2 separate regions of the Mus musculus genome follow, and region 1 is linked to region 2. A link is a contact called in public Hi-C data. All regions are on one chromosome and are shown on one strand. The core of a region is the stretch at or near the end of the contact, and the rest is flanking DNA. Distances in the headings are between cores, read along the strand shown. Region 1 has its middle 46 kb from the start of Gm11981. Region 2 has its middle 14 kb from the start of Gm39575.

What was found. A called contact is a pair of places that touch in the nucleus more often than the background predicts.
Region 1: a contact with region 2 is called in a Hi-C map of uterus, with 11 times the contacts expected there. The contact joins two enhancer-like sites. A contact is called at or near these places in 4 of 15 datasets of contacts at CTCF or cohesin (CD8 T cells, the NIH/3T3 cell line, large pre-B cells and 1 more), 18 of 484 Hi-C or Micro-C datasets (the CH12 cell line, bone marrow-derived macrophages, cerebral cortex and 8 more), 15 of 115 datasets of contacts at active chromatin or transcription factors (the NIH/3T3 cell line, SST interneurons, cardiomyocytes and 7 more) and 3 of 9 other capture datasets (adipose tissue, liver and pancreatic islet).

Annotation. Positions count from the first base shown.
Region 1 is chr11:6,763,141-6,769,238 of GRCm38.p6, forward strand. No RefSeq gene overlaps it. Among named protein-coding and RNA genes, the nearest start is that of Gm11981, 46 kb to the left of the region's middle. Within about 2 kb of position 2,466, at least 11 of the 459 cell types and tissues checked have an H3K27ac peak or open chromatin away from gene starts, as enhancers often do. A contact at or near this core is called in uterus, where this site is marked.
Region 2 is chr11:6,677,758-6,683,815 of GRCm38.p6, forward strand. No RefSeq gene overlaps it. Among named protein-coding and RNA genes, the nearest start is that of Gm39575, 14 kb to the right of the region's middle. Within about 2 kb of position 2,719, at least 103 of the 459 cell types and tissues checked have an H3K27ac peak or open chromatin away from gene starts, as enhancers often do. A contact at or near this core is called in uterus, where this site is marked.

The sequences.
Region 1 (6,098 bases), core at 1,216-3,715, 85 kb after region 2:
GTCTCCAGGAGGCCTGAGGCAGTTCTGTTCTGACTTGCAGAGTTTGCCAGTGGATAAACTGTTCCTGAGAAATGAAGGGCTTGCCAAGCCGCAGGTCCCAGAGACCATGCGCTCTAGACAAACTGGTGAGTGTGTCACCTTTCACGTGCTCTGGGGAGTACATGGAAGACCTGTGACAAGATGTTGGGTCTGGTTCACAACAGGACTGTTGTAGGTACCATCTAGGATTCCCTGGTAAAATAACTCTGTGAGCTCAGCCAGGAGAGGCATCAAAACCCAGAGGGAGCTCAGCTGAGCACCTAGTCCTGGCTCCTCATCCCTGTCTAGTTTCCAGGCTGGGGCCACTCTGTACAAGAGTTAGGAAGAGCAGTTACACCAGGCTATGGGTGGGGAGTTCTGTCTTAGCCTGCAGAGGCAGCTGTGACAGAATGCCACACTCTGGGTACCTTTATTCTTCAAGCATGTGGATTCTGAAGTCTGGGGTCAGTGGCCAGTGCAGACAGGCTCCAGTGAAGGTCTGCTTCCAGGAAGTAGGTGGCACTTTCTTTCCGGGTCCTCACCTCAGGGAAAGGAACTTAAAGAGTTTTTTTGTGCCCTTTTGGATCACTACACTAGTCATGATGGAGCATATTCCAAGAGACCCACTCCTAATGGACTTGGGAGAGAGTTTTGGGCAGCACACATGTTGGGTCTGTAACATCTGCCTTTTCTGTGATAGAGTCAGAGACACATAGAAAGATAGTGTGGAGGATGGAGAGGAAGAGGTAGATGGGTGTTGCAGGAAATATTAAAAAACGAACTCAGCTAACTCTCCGTGGGACTGGACCATGCTTCTGTGTTCCCGCTGGCCCACCAACTCTTTAGCCACTCCAGATCACAGGGCTCCCTTTCTCCGGCAAGGGCCTCTCCCGCCCCCGAGTTCCTCTCGTACCCCACAGTCATCCATCACATCACAATATCCAGTACCCCGGTAGAATCAAGACTCTTAATGCTTAATTAACCAATCAGGATTATGTATCAACAATATCACAATTTACAAAATGCTAATACAATAATTTCAAAGCCAATTGATAATGATAAAAGCTTTATCCCAATATTTCTAACCTTGTGAAATCATAGCTACTTGTGGCTGGAAAATGCCACTGGGGGGTACAGGTCCCCAGACATCTTCTTCTCCTACTCTGAGAAGCTGTCTCTGCAACTCTTAGCTCCGCCTCCCCTTTCCCTGTCCAATCACACGCCTCCTCCGCACTAACATAATTGGACAGGGAAAATCCTGCAACAGATGGGGGAGGGAGGGAGAGAGGGAGGAAGAGGCACAGAGAGGAGAAAGAAGGAGAGGGAGGAAGAGGCACAGAGGGGGAGGGGGAGGGAGAAAGAGGGGGAGGGGGGAGGGGAGATGGAGAGGGGGAGATGGAGAGAGGGGGAGGGGGAGATGGAGAGAGGGGGAGGGGGAGATGGAGATGGAGGGGGAGAGGGAAGGGGAGAGGGAGAGGGAGAGGGGGGAGGGGGAGGGGGAGGGGGAGAGGGAGAGAGATCCTTCAACTCACTGCTAATCACTCTGTCAGGGAAATAGCATGCTAGGAACGTGCAGACCTTCCAAAGGGAAGTAATAACTTGACACTGAATGGGGCCAGGTGCCCTGCCTCCATGGGTGTGGTGGCCAAGGAGCCTAGAGAATTCCACAGGTTGTGTTCTACTTTATCCTTGGTGCTAGGAGACATGGGGCTTGGCCCTGGGGCTGGGGATGGCTAGCAGGTCTCCTACTCTCTTCTTGGGGTGTCCTGATCTGTCTCTCTCATCTGTACCCCTGTCCATCACACTCTGTCTCCGCCACTTCTTCCTGTCTTGCTTAGTCTGTTACTGTATGACCCTTGGTCTTGGCATCTCTGTCTCTCTTTGTCTAGTTCATTCCCTCCTGTCTCTATCTCTGCCTTCTTCTTGGCTTCACTCCTTCTCGACTCTTTCCCTTAGTTTCTGTGTCCCTCGTGTCTTTGCTCCCGCTTCCCTCCATCTTTCCCATGTGGTCACTCTCTCTGCCTTCCCTATAGATATTCACTGTGTTATTCAAGGTGCCCGGAAGTCACTGCCACATCCCGGGACTGACCTGCATGGTCACCTTCCCAGTTCTTAGGTGATGCCAGGTGAAGGTTCATTTTTCCTGAGATTCTCATGGACATGGGATGACAGTATTTCATGCTGTGAGCTCTGGGGTAAGAGGGCTATGCTGTGCTGCCAGGGTGGGTGGGCAGGTGGCCAGAAGTCAGGACACTGGTACCATCCAGTCTCCGAAGGCCTTTGTATCTTCCCCTAAACTGGGGCAGATCTGCAGTTCCCTTCCTTCACTCTCTTCTGGCCCATGGCCACCAAGCCTGGAGCTTCCACGCACTCTCTGAGCTGCCCTGGGAAGTGTAGACTTTGCTAAGACAGCTTGTCTGTAGCTTCAGCCTGTTCCAATTCTGTTTTCTCCCATGCTCCCCAGATTGCTGTCTGTGCAAAAGAGAAGACTCAAACACTTCTTCTGGAGCATCCTCTCCAGGCCTCCACCCACACAGTGAAGGGTCAGCTGCTTGCTGATTGAAAAGCTCATTTTAATCCAAAACATGCTGGCTCAGCAATATCTGGGCCAGTGTCTAAGTGAACATCTGGGTGTCATAGCTGGCCAAAGTACATGCAGTTGACAATCACAGGCATGTCTTGGGACGCGTCTTTGTTTAGGAGGCAGGTGGCCACAGGCTCAGGGCTCTTGTGTATTTGCCCGGGAACCAATGAAGACAGAGGCCACTGCTCCCAGTGGAACCATGAAGCAGCACCTGGCTTGGGAGCTGCCTCAGGTACTGGTGGTCTTCCTGGAGAACCCCTCAAGCCCAGAGCTTCAGGCTGAAGATGTCAGGCATGGGGGATTGGAAACTACCCTGTACAAGATCTGCCCTATTTCCTCCCTCGTATGTGGGCCCCAAGGGCCAGGAACTGCTAGATTTTGGAGTTATAGACTTGAAGAGATAGGCTCAGGTTCCCCTATAACAAGTGGAACAGGCACTCTGCCTTTTTTTGGTCTGTTCAGGATGGGTGTTGGGCGTGGGGCTGCTTCTTTCTCAGGTCAGACCCACCAGCCCCTCTTCTCAGGGCAGGCTGTCCTCACTTTCTCTGTGTCCTTCAAGTGTTGTCTGCTGTGAATATGTATGTTCTTCCTGACAGACACACGCTATACAAACATACATTATATAGACTTTGCCTGACCCAAACACACAAATAGACTCATGCAATGACAGAAGTACACACACACACATGCACACATATGCATACAAGACTGACATAGATGATACACACCTACACACACATGACACACATACCCAACACACAGCCACACACACAGTTTGTTCACTTGTCTTTTATGTTTCTGCTTGGTTCTAGCCCAAAAGGTGGTAAGGGAAGGTGTGCTTACTGCCCTTGGGGCAGCTACAGTACCGTCAGGAGCATGCGTGGCTGTGTCGTCAGGAAGACTGTAAGGGTTCCATGTGCTTTCCCAGCTGTGGCATCGGACTTTAAAACCCTGGCTCGCCAGGTCCCACACTGCATCCTCTTTCACTTCACACATTAAAGACGACACACATATATCACAGCATCTCCCTTTGAAATCATCAGGACTTTATTTTGGTACAAAGAATCTTTCTTAGTCACATCCTTGCATGTCCCAGGATAAGGATCCAAGCACAAACCCGCAGCCAATAATAGACGCAGTGGCACTAAATTCACAGAGCACCAGGGGAAAATCCTTAGTGTTCATTCAGCTGAGACAAGATAAGGCGGGCAGAGGACACAGCTGCGGGGCAGCTGGCTTCAGCAGAATGCTCGGTTAGCCTCAGAGTGACAAGGAGTGTGTTGGGGTGGAGGAGAGGGGGAGGACCACAAGCTAACGTGAATAAAAATAGTTGCTTTGGACTCAGCATTCCAAAAATGTTGAGCACTCAATGAGATTTTATTTATATGCACACTTATACTTAGAATAAGAAGTGAAAAATAAACTTAAACTTTTGTTTCTTTTTAGAGAAATATTGGAATGTAGCCCAGGCTAGCCCCTAACTCACAACAATGCTCCTACCTCAGTTTTCCCTGGGATTTTAGGCATGTTCCTGTTTAAAAACAGACGTTTTAAAAAGCAGGAAAGAGAGCAGCTATATTGTCTCTCAAATGGAGATGCTACAAAGCTCCATCAGGAAATAACACAGAGCACGTGACTCCTTGGGGCTGTGAGGAGACCATCTCTGCTGTCCTTTGTCTTCTGAAAATCCTGGGGGAGTTCCTGGGGATACTGGGTTCAGAGAGAGGATGAGAAAGCTAGGTAGGTACCATCTTGATACAAAAGCTGAGCGAGGCCTAAGGACTTTCCAGGCTGGGACATGACAGACTGGACGCATGAGATGGCATTGAGAATGGCATCCCAGATAGAAAAATGGAGTAAGACTTACCACATGAGATGAATTTGGAGCCTGAGTTGGAGGAGTGGAAGAGGGAGGGGAAGAGATCCAAAGCCAGGGGCGGGAGAATGGCTGGGATGTTCCCTACGGTGGGCTGGGGCACTGATGGAGGATGCTGGAGAGCGATTGGGGAGCTGCTGGAGGATCCTGGGTAACTGCTGGGGAGCACCTGAGGGTAACTGCTGGAGGCAGCCACACCAGCATGTGCCCTGACCCCTCCAGTGGCCAGACAGCTATACCTCACGAGGACTCTATTAGGTGGTGAGCTTGGAGACTCTGCTCTCTCCTACATGTGGCTGTGCACTGGACTCTGGCTTTCGAGAAGCAAGACCAACATTCTCCTTTGAGAAGGAGACTCACTGTCCTTGCCCCCAGGAACTCGGGGCACCACCTGCCCTGCCTCTTCCTATGAATGGTTTCAGCTCTCCATCAGGATACTCAGAAACTCCCAACCGAAAAAACACCCTGCGTGTGTGTGATGGTCTAGAGATGGCACCAAGACTCCTCATTTCGTCATCTTCTCCTCTGGACAAAGGTCCTTCAGAACCAGCTGAACTTCCAGCTCCTCCCCACCATGAACAGCCTGCTTTGGGTCACGGTGGCCCTGGCTTCCTCAATACAAAGGGACAAATGAAAGAGACCACAAAGACTGCCCCATGGGTGCATCTGGTGAACATATGTCCTGACATTTCCTAGAAAATACCCCAGTAAATAAAAACAGTGGAGACCATTAGATGACCGAGTCCTTGGAGCAAACTGCTCTCCAGCTCAGAACCCTCCTGAGAAACGAGACCCACCCTGAAGGGTGTGGGAAAACGGACAGTTGCTTGGCTTCTCTTTTTGAGCCACATCCCCTGTTCTGTTCCCATGGATTCTTGGTTCACTCCCGTTCCTTCCAGGCTGGGGCTCCTTGTCTCCATCAGGAGGATCAGCAGGTGTCTAAGAGTGGAGAGGAAGTAGGCTTGGGGCACCAGCACCAGGAAGAGCCTCAGTTTAGGGACGAGGTCCTGGCTTGGACAGTGAGGATTTGTCCATCAAGGTAAGAGGAGCATCTTCAGATACCTGTGAAGCCAGGCGCACCGAATTGCCGTGGTTACTGAGCTCGTTTAGTTTATTTGTCCATTCCACAAACGGGTCAGCATTTGGATTCTAGTGGCTATGGCAGGATATAGGGAGCGATCCCCGTGCTGTGCAAGGCTGCTTCGTATATATTATCTTCACCACAAGCATCCCGTGGTAGCATCCGTGTATTTGTGAGCAGTATCCCGGGCTTGAACTGAGCATCTAAGTTCAGCATCTCCGACGGAATGCATCCCTAAGTAGGATAAACTGAGCACTCCAGATCGAGAAACCCTAATTGAGCACCACACCTTTTGGGTGGACCAACAGAACCTCAGCGAGCACTGCCTTCCTGGCCTGGACTCTGCCGCCCCCTGCCGGTGATTCTTCATACTGCAGACCCTCAGCTCTCCAAGGGGGCTAAGTGTACAATGCTCTCCAATCAAAGGGCAGTGTTACAGGTTCATTCACTGCTGTGATAAAGCACCTTGGCCAGAAGTAACTTGGGGAGGAAAGGTTTTATTTGGCTCACATTTCCAAATTACATTTACTCGCAATACA
Region 2 (6,058 bases), core at 1,469-3,968:
ACTGGGTATAGGCTGCTGACCTCGACGGTGCTGTGCTCTGCCCCGGGTGTCCTGACTGCCCAGAGAAGGCAGAGCAAAGGCTGGGGTGGGGGTGGAGGTGGGTTCATAATCCCTTTGGGGCATCAGATGCCGCTACAGGCTGGACCTGAAGGGGAACACTGGGGTCTGGAATGAATGCTGTGAATCCTGGTCTCCTCTCTGGGTCCCCAGGCACTGCCAGTGGCACCCTGGAGAGGAAGTCAGCAATGACAGTCCACAGTCTATGTTTCCCCTCTGGGAGGCAGGGAGGGGGAAGTGGGAGCCAGAGATGAACCAGGTCTGATCCAATGGGGAGTGAGTGCCCAGTATTAGAGGAGCAGCAGAAGAGAAAAGCCTTCTTAGGGAGCCTTAGGCACGGATCTCTTAGGAGAAGGCCTGCCCTGTGGTGATCTCTAATGAAGCAGCTTTCTTAGAGGATCCTTGCTCGTTCACGCTACTTTACTGGGGGTGGACATGAGTGTACACACTTTATTCTGGGTGAACCATGTACCTCTTGGGGGAAGAGTGTGAGAATATCCAGGAAGGGAAGGTTATTGGCTGAAGGCTAAGGCTATCTAGGTACCTCTTAAGCATGGATAAGAACTCCGGTTGCCATAGCACCTGACATGACTGAGTGCCTGGGGTCCTCTTGATTGGGTGTCATGGTTATGTGTTGCAGAGACAGGTAGGAAGTGGCTCGACTCCCGCGGTTCTCAAATCTCAAATCTGCTGGGGTTTCAGCCTATTCAACCTTACCAGTTCTTGTACCTGTGGCTCCCAAGGCATCCTTCTCAGAGCCTCGGAGATGACGCAGGGGACAGACGAGGCTGTTCCCTGGAGAGGCAGGAGAGGGGATCCTGCAGAGCAGGGTTAGGTCCGCTCTGCATCATTCACCACAGAAGTAGCCACGCTTCAGCTGACTGTCAGCGGAGGGTGGGAATGGAAGCAGAGCAACAGCTGAGAGATGGCACAGCCTCAAAGAGCTCTAGGGCTAGAAATTCTGAGACGTGAGCGAAGTCAGCAGATCATAATCATTATGGTTTGAGCAGATCTGATTCTGAGACTGAGAGATTAACTTGAACATACTTGAAGAAGAAAGAATGTGCTCACAGGCTTTCAATAACAGTTAATAAGGTTGGTATTGCATGTATTCTTATTATCTATCCATCTATCTATCTATCTATCTATCTATCTATCTATCTATCTATCTATCTATCTATCTATCTGTCTGTCTGTCTAATACATCCATCCATCTGTTCATCTTCCAGCTTTCCATCAAAGTAACAAAATACATGAGCTAATCACTTTAAAAAGAAAAAAGGTTTAGTTAGTTCATGTTTTTGGATCATGGTTATTATCACAGTGGCAGCCTAGTACAGCATGCTAGGACAGTGTGGCAGAGGCCCTGGCAACAGGATAGCAAAGAGGAAGGAGCAATGCCCCAATGACCTAACTTCCTTTGCTGGACACTATCTCCTAAGGTTCCACTATTTTCCAGTAGTGCTACAGGCTGAGAAAGAAGCTTTGAATACGTGGGTGGTGTGGGAAAATCCCAGCCTCACTCTTTCTTTCCTTCCTTTCTTATGAATATCCAGGTTTTTTAATATTCATGTGAAATGGGTAACAAGGGAAGTCATGCCAGCTGCACATTTGGACTAAAATGAAAAAAAAAAGAAAATTCAAAAGAAAAACCATTCTGTATAGTTTTGGCTAAGAGAGATAAATTATGAATTTATAACAATAAACTATGAATTTATAACAATAAAAAGCAGAGTGGGCTCAGGGAGATGGGGAAAAAGGGTGGGTCAGGCAAGACAGAGTATGTAGGAAAATTCCACGAGGAAACCTAATTTATTCTAAGTAAAGAAAGGATAACAGCAAGAGAACCATTTATATATCAAAATCCACCAGATATGTTCACACACACATCCATACACACACACACACACACACACACACACACACACACACACACACACACACACACACACACGACAGGGCAAGAAGGCAAAACTTGCGCCCTCAGCATGACCCTACGTGGGCACGGTCTACTCCACAGCATCGGCATGGTGGAGATTGTCTTACCATTGGCTGAAGAAAGAAAATGCTGAGATGCTGCCTGGGGAGTACGCCATAACAGCCCCGCCCCCTCCCCCTCCATGTGATGTGGGAGCCTCAGATGCAATCAGGAAGCAAAATGAAAGAGAGCATTCAGCTCAACAGCAGCAACAGCAGCAGCAGCAGCAGCAACAACAACAACAACAACAACAAAATAGTACAGAAACTCCCAAAAGAATAGGAGGAAATCAATTACGATACAGTGACGAAATGGGAGAGAAGGAGACCTGGTCAGGGAAACGCGTTTCTGTAGGGAGTGCCGATGAGGTCAGGGAGACTTCGTTGAGCGTCAACCGAGCTCCACCACCGAGCTCTATCTTGAACCCACAGGATGGAAGGAGAGAATCTGATCTCCACACGTAAAACCACACTGTGTGTGTGTGTGTGTGTGTGTGTGTGTGTGTGTGTGTGTGTGTGTGTTGGGGAGGGGCCAGACATGGGAACAGGATGGTGGCAGTTTCTGTAGTCAGAAATTGAAACATTTCCTGACAACAATGGAGAAGCTGCTAAGGAAGAAGAGTGGACATCCAGCCCCGACACACAGCAGATCCTTCCTGAGTGTCTGCTGCCTCTCCGGAGCCAGCTTTGAGATCAGCACATCCTGTGACCCACAGGCCCGCACCCTCTGAGGCGGCTGCTCTTCCCTGATCTTTTGCAGAGGAAACTGAGGCCCTGTTATGTTCTCAATGGCACACAGCCATGAGCACTGTGGAGACTGTTAGAACAGCGGCCTGCATCTTTAGGCCAAATCCCACGGCTTGAGTCAGGCCACGCCTCCCTGCCCCTCCCCCTGGGACTCCGTGCTGTGCCTTGACAGCTCTTGATTTATGATACCTGGTTCTTCTCCGTGCTCCTTGCCAAAGAAGCGGTGATGAACTAAATCATGTGATGGGAAACTTTCTGCCACTCCTAAAAGTTATAAAAAAGTCAAACCTTCTCTTAGTTCTGGGAGTTTAGTCCTGAGAGAATTCTGAGGGAGATTTGTTCAGGGAGATTGCTTTGAAGGGACTCCTCCGGCCCCTTCCTTGCTATCCCAACCTCTCTCTCTCTCTCTCTCTCTCTCTCTCTCTCTCTCTCTCTCTCTCTCCCTCCCTCCCTCCCTCCCTCCATCTGTCTCTCTCTGTCTCCCCCACCTCCTCTCTCATTTAAGCCCCTTTCCAGACTTTCAAGGGAAGCCCACCCTTGCACTTAGCACATCATGTATAGATCTCCATATATTGCATTGCTTCTGTATAATCACCCCCACTCCCCGTCAACATACACGCCGAGGCCTCCTCCTTCTAATAAACCTCACTGCAGGCTCTAAGGAACTGTGTTAGCTTCTTTTGCGGGCTGGCTGTGGCTGTCTTGCTTCTTTTTTACATAGAAAAGATTAGCCATGGACTTATATGACACCAAACACTGGTGCTTTGGACCAGTTCCTCGTTGATTTGGACGTGAGAGAATTGTAGGCTCTGGACTGACCCAGGCTTATCCTTGCTTCTGCCTGAATATCTGTCCTGCAGAGACATTCTCCACAGCAGTCAAGGGGTCCTGTCCCTAACTAGGGTTGTCTATGAATTTCTGGGAACTCATTGGGGTGTACACCTGAATGGTTTCTCTCATCTAGTCTCACATCACATCACTAGGGTTCCACCCTTACCACTCATGACCCGTGGGGACATCAAAGTACATATGATAAGACCTGGCCTAGGTCACCTAAGAGCAGGGATAATTAGAGCCTATCCCCATTCCTGCTTCCACCATTCTGTCCCCAAATCCTGATCTATTTGTGATGGATTTCTTCCTCTTGTTTTGAATGAGAGTGGCCCCAGAGACTCATATGCTTGAATGCTGGATCCCCAGTTAATGGAACTATTTGGGAAGGATTGGAAGGTGTGTCCTTGCTGGAGGAGGTGTGTCACTGGGATTGGACTTTGAGGTTTCAAAAGCCCACTCTCCCTCTCATCCTGTCTGTGTTGCCATATAACTTGCCTTCTATAATTGTAGCAAGCCCCTATTAGACGATTTCTTTTATAAGAGTTGCCTTGTCATGGCCTTCACAGTAACAGAACAATAACTTAGACAGAAGTTGGTACCTGGGGTTGGGTATTGCTGTGACAGGTTTGACTATGCTGTTTCTTGGAAAAATATGGAAGACTTTGGGATTTTGGGCTAGAAAAGTAGTGAAATGCTTTAATCAGGACTTAAAACAGCCATCCTAGTAGGAGCTTGGAAGACTTAAAAGCAACTCAGAGTATGAAGGCCCAGCTGAAGAGGTTTCAGAGGGGATGACCATTGCCAAGTGGCCTAAAGACCATACTTGCCATATTTTGGGGAAAAAATGTGGCTGCTTTCTGCCCTTGTTCAAAAGCCTTGCCTGAGGCTAAACTATGGAGTTTTAGATTACTATTACTGGCAGAGGAGATTTCAAGACAGCCTAGTCTTGGCTGGTGGTTTGGATGAGAATGGCCCCCATAGACTCGTGTGTTTGAGTGGTTGGTTCACAGGGAGTTGCACTATTAAGGGGTGTGGCCTGGCTGTAGTAGGTGTGGCTTTGTGTCACTAGGGGATGGGTTTTGAGTTCTCAGAAATTCAAAACCAGGCCTTGTAGCTTAAAGTTTCTCTTCTTGCTGCCTAGAACTCTTCTCCAGCACCATGTCTACATGTGTTCCATATGATAATAATGAACTAAACTTCTGAAACTGTAAGCCAGCCCCAGTGAAATTGTTTCCTTTATAAGAGTTGCTGTGGTCATGGTGTCTCTTCACAGCAATAGAACCCTCCAACTATGACACATGGTTATTAGTGATCTTATCACTATGATCTTATGGGCGATCTTATGATCTTTCTTATGAGTGATCTACAGTCTTATGAATGATCTACAGTGAAAACTTGGGGCAAAAAGAAATACGAAATGCACACCTTGAGAAGAAAAGGGACACTGGGAAATGTAATGCTGGATCCAAATTTATGCTCAAAGGGATGAGAAGGTTAAAGAAAAACCTGATGTTAAATGGAATAAAGGGAGTGGTGGCCTCAGGGTAGGAACCAGGTAATCCTGAAATCTGTGAAAGGAAAATCCTGGAGGGATTTCCCTCCACCTAAGCACCACCACGTGTCTAAAGATCATGGAGAAGGGGCTTGCTTGTGCACCAGTCTGCTTGCAGGTTTCTTGAAGTGTGTCCAGCACTCTCACAGAGACTTCTGTTCTTGCTGTGAGTGGCTGGGTTTAAGTCCTTGTTCATCGAGTTTTTGAAAAAGTCCTGTTTGGGTTATTGTGTTTACCACTTTTCCTCCTGCTCTGACACAGTTCCTGGTAGGTAGGAAGGCTGTGGTGGTTTGGATGAGAAATGTCCCCTAAAGGTTTGGGTATTTGAACACCTGGTCTCCAGTTGGTGGCACTGTTTGGGGAGATGGTGTGGTCTTGCTGGAGGCGGTGGATCCCTTGGACGTGCTTTGAGCTTATGCGGGCTTGCTTTGCCCATTAACTCCCAACGCTTTTGCTTGAGGCTGGCGATGTGATTTCTTGGCTCCCCGCTTCTGTTACCGCCTGCTGCTTGCTGCAATGGTTCTCTGCCATCCTGGATTCTTATCCCCCTGGAACTGTAGGCCCCTCAACACTCCCCCTTCCTCAAGGTTTTTTTTTTTTTTTTTGGTCACAGTGTTTTATCACAGCAACAGAAAAATAACCAGTACAGATGGCTTATTTGGATTTACAGTTTGTGAAGGAACAGTCCATCATAGTGGGAAGGCATAGTGATTGGAGCATGGGACACATGTGGTCACATTGTGTCCACAGGCAGGAAGCATCAGCAGACAGTAAGATCAGGCTAAAAAACCCCAAGGCCTGCTCTCCATGTAGCTACATCTTGTTCTGGTGTCTAAAGGTCTGACAACCTTTTAAAACAGCACCTCCTGCTGGAGACCAAGTGTTCCAACA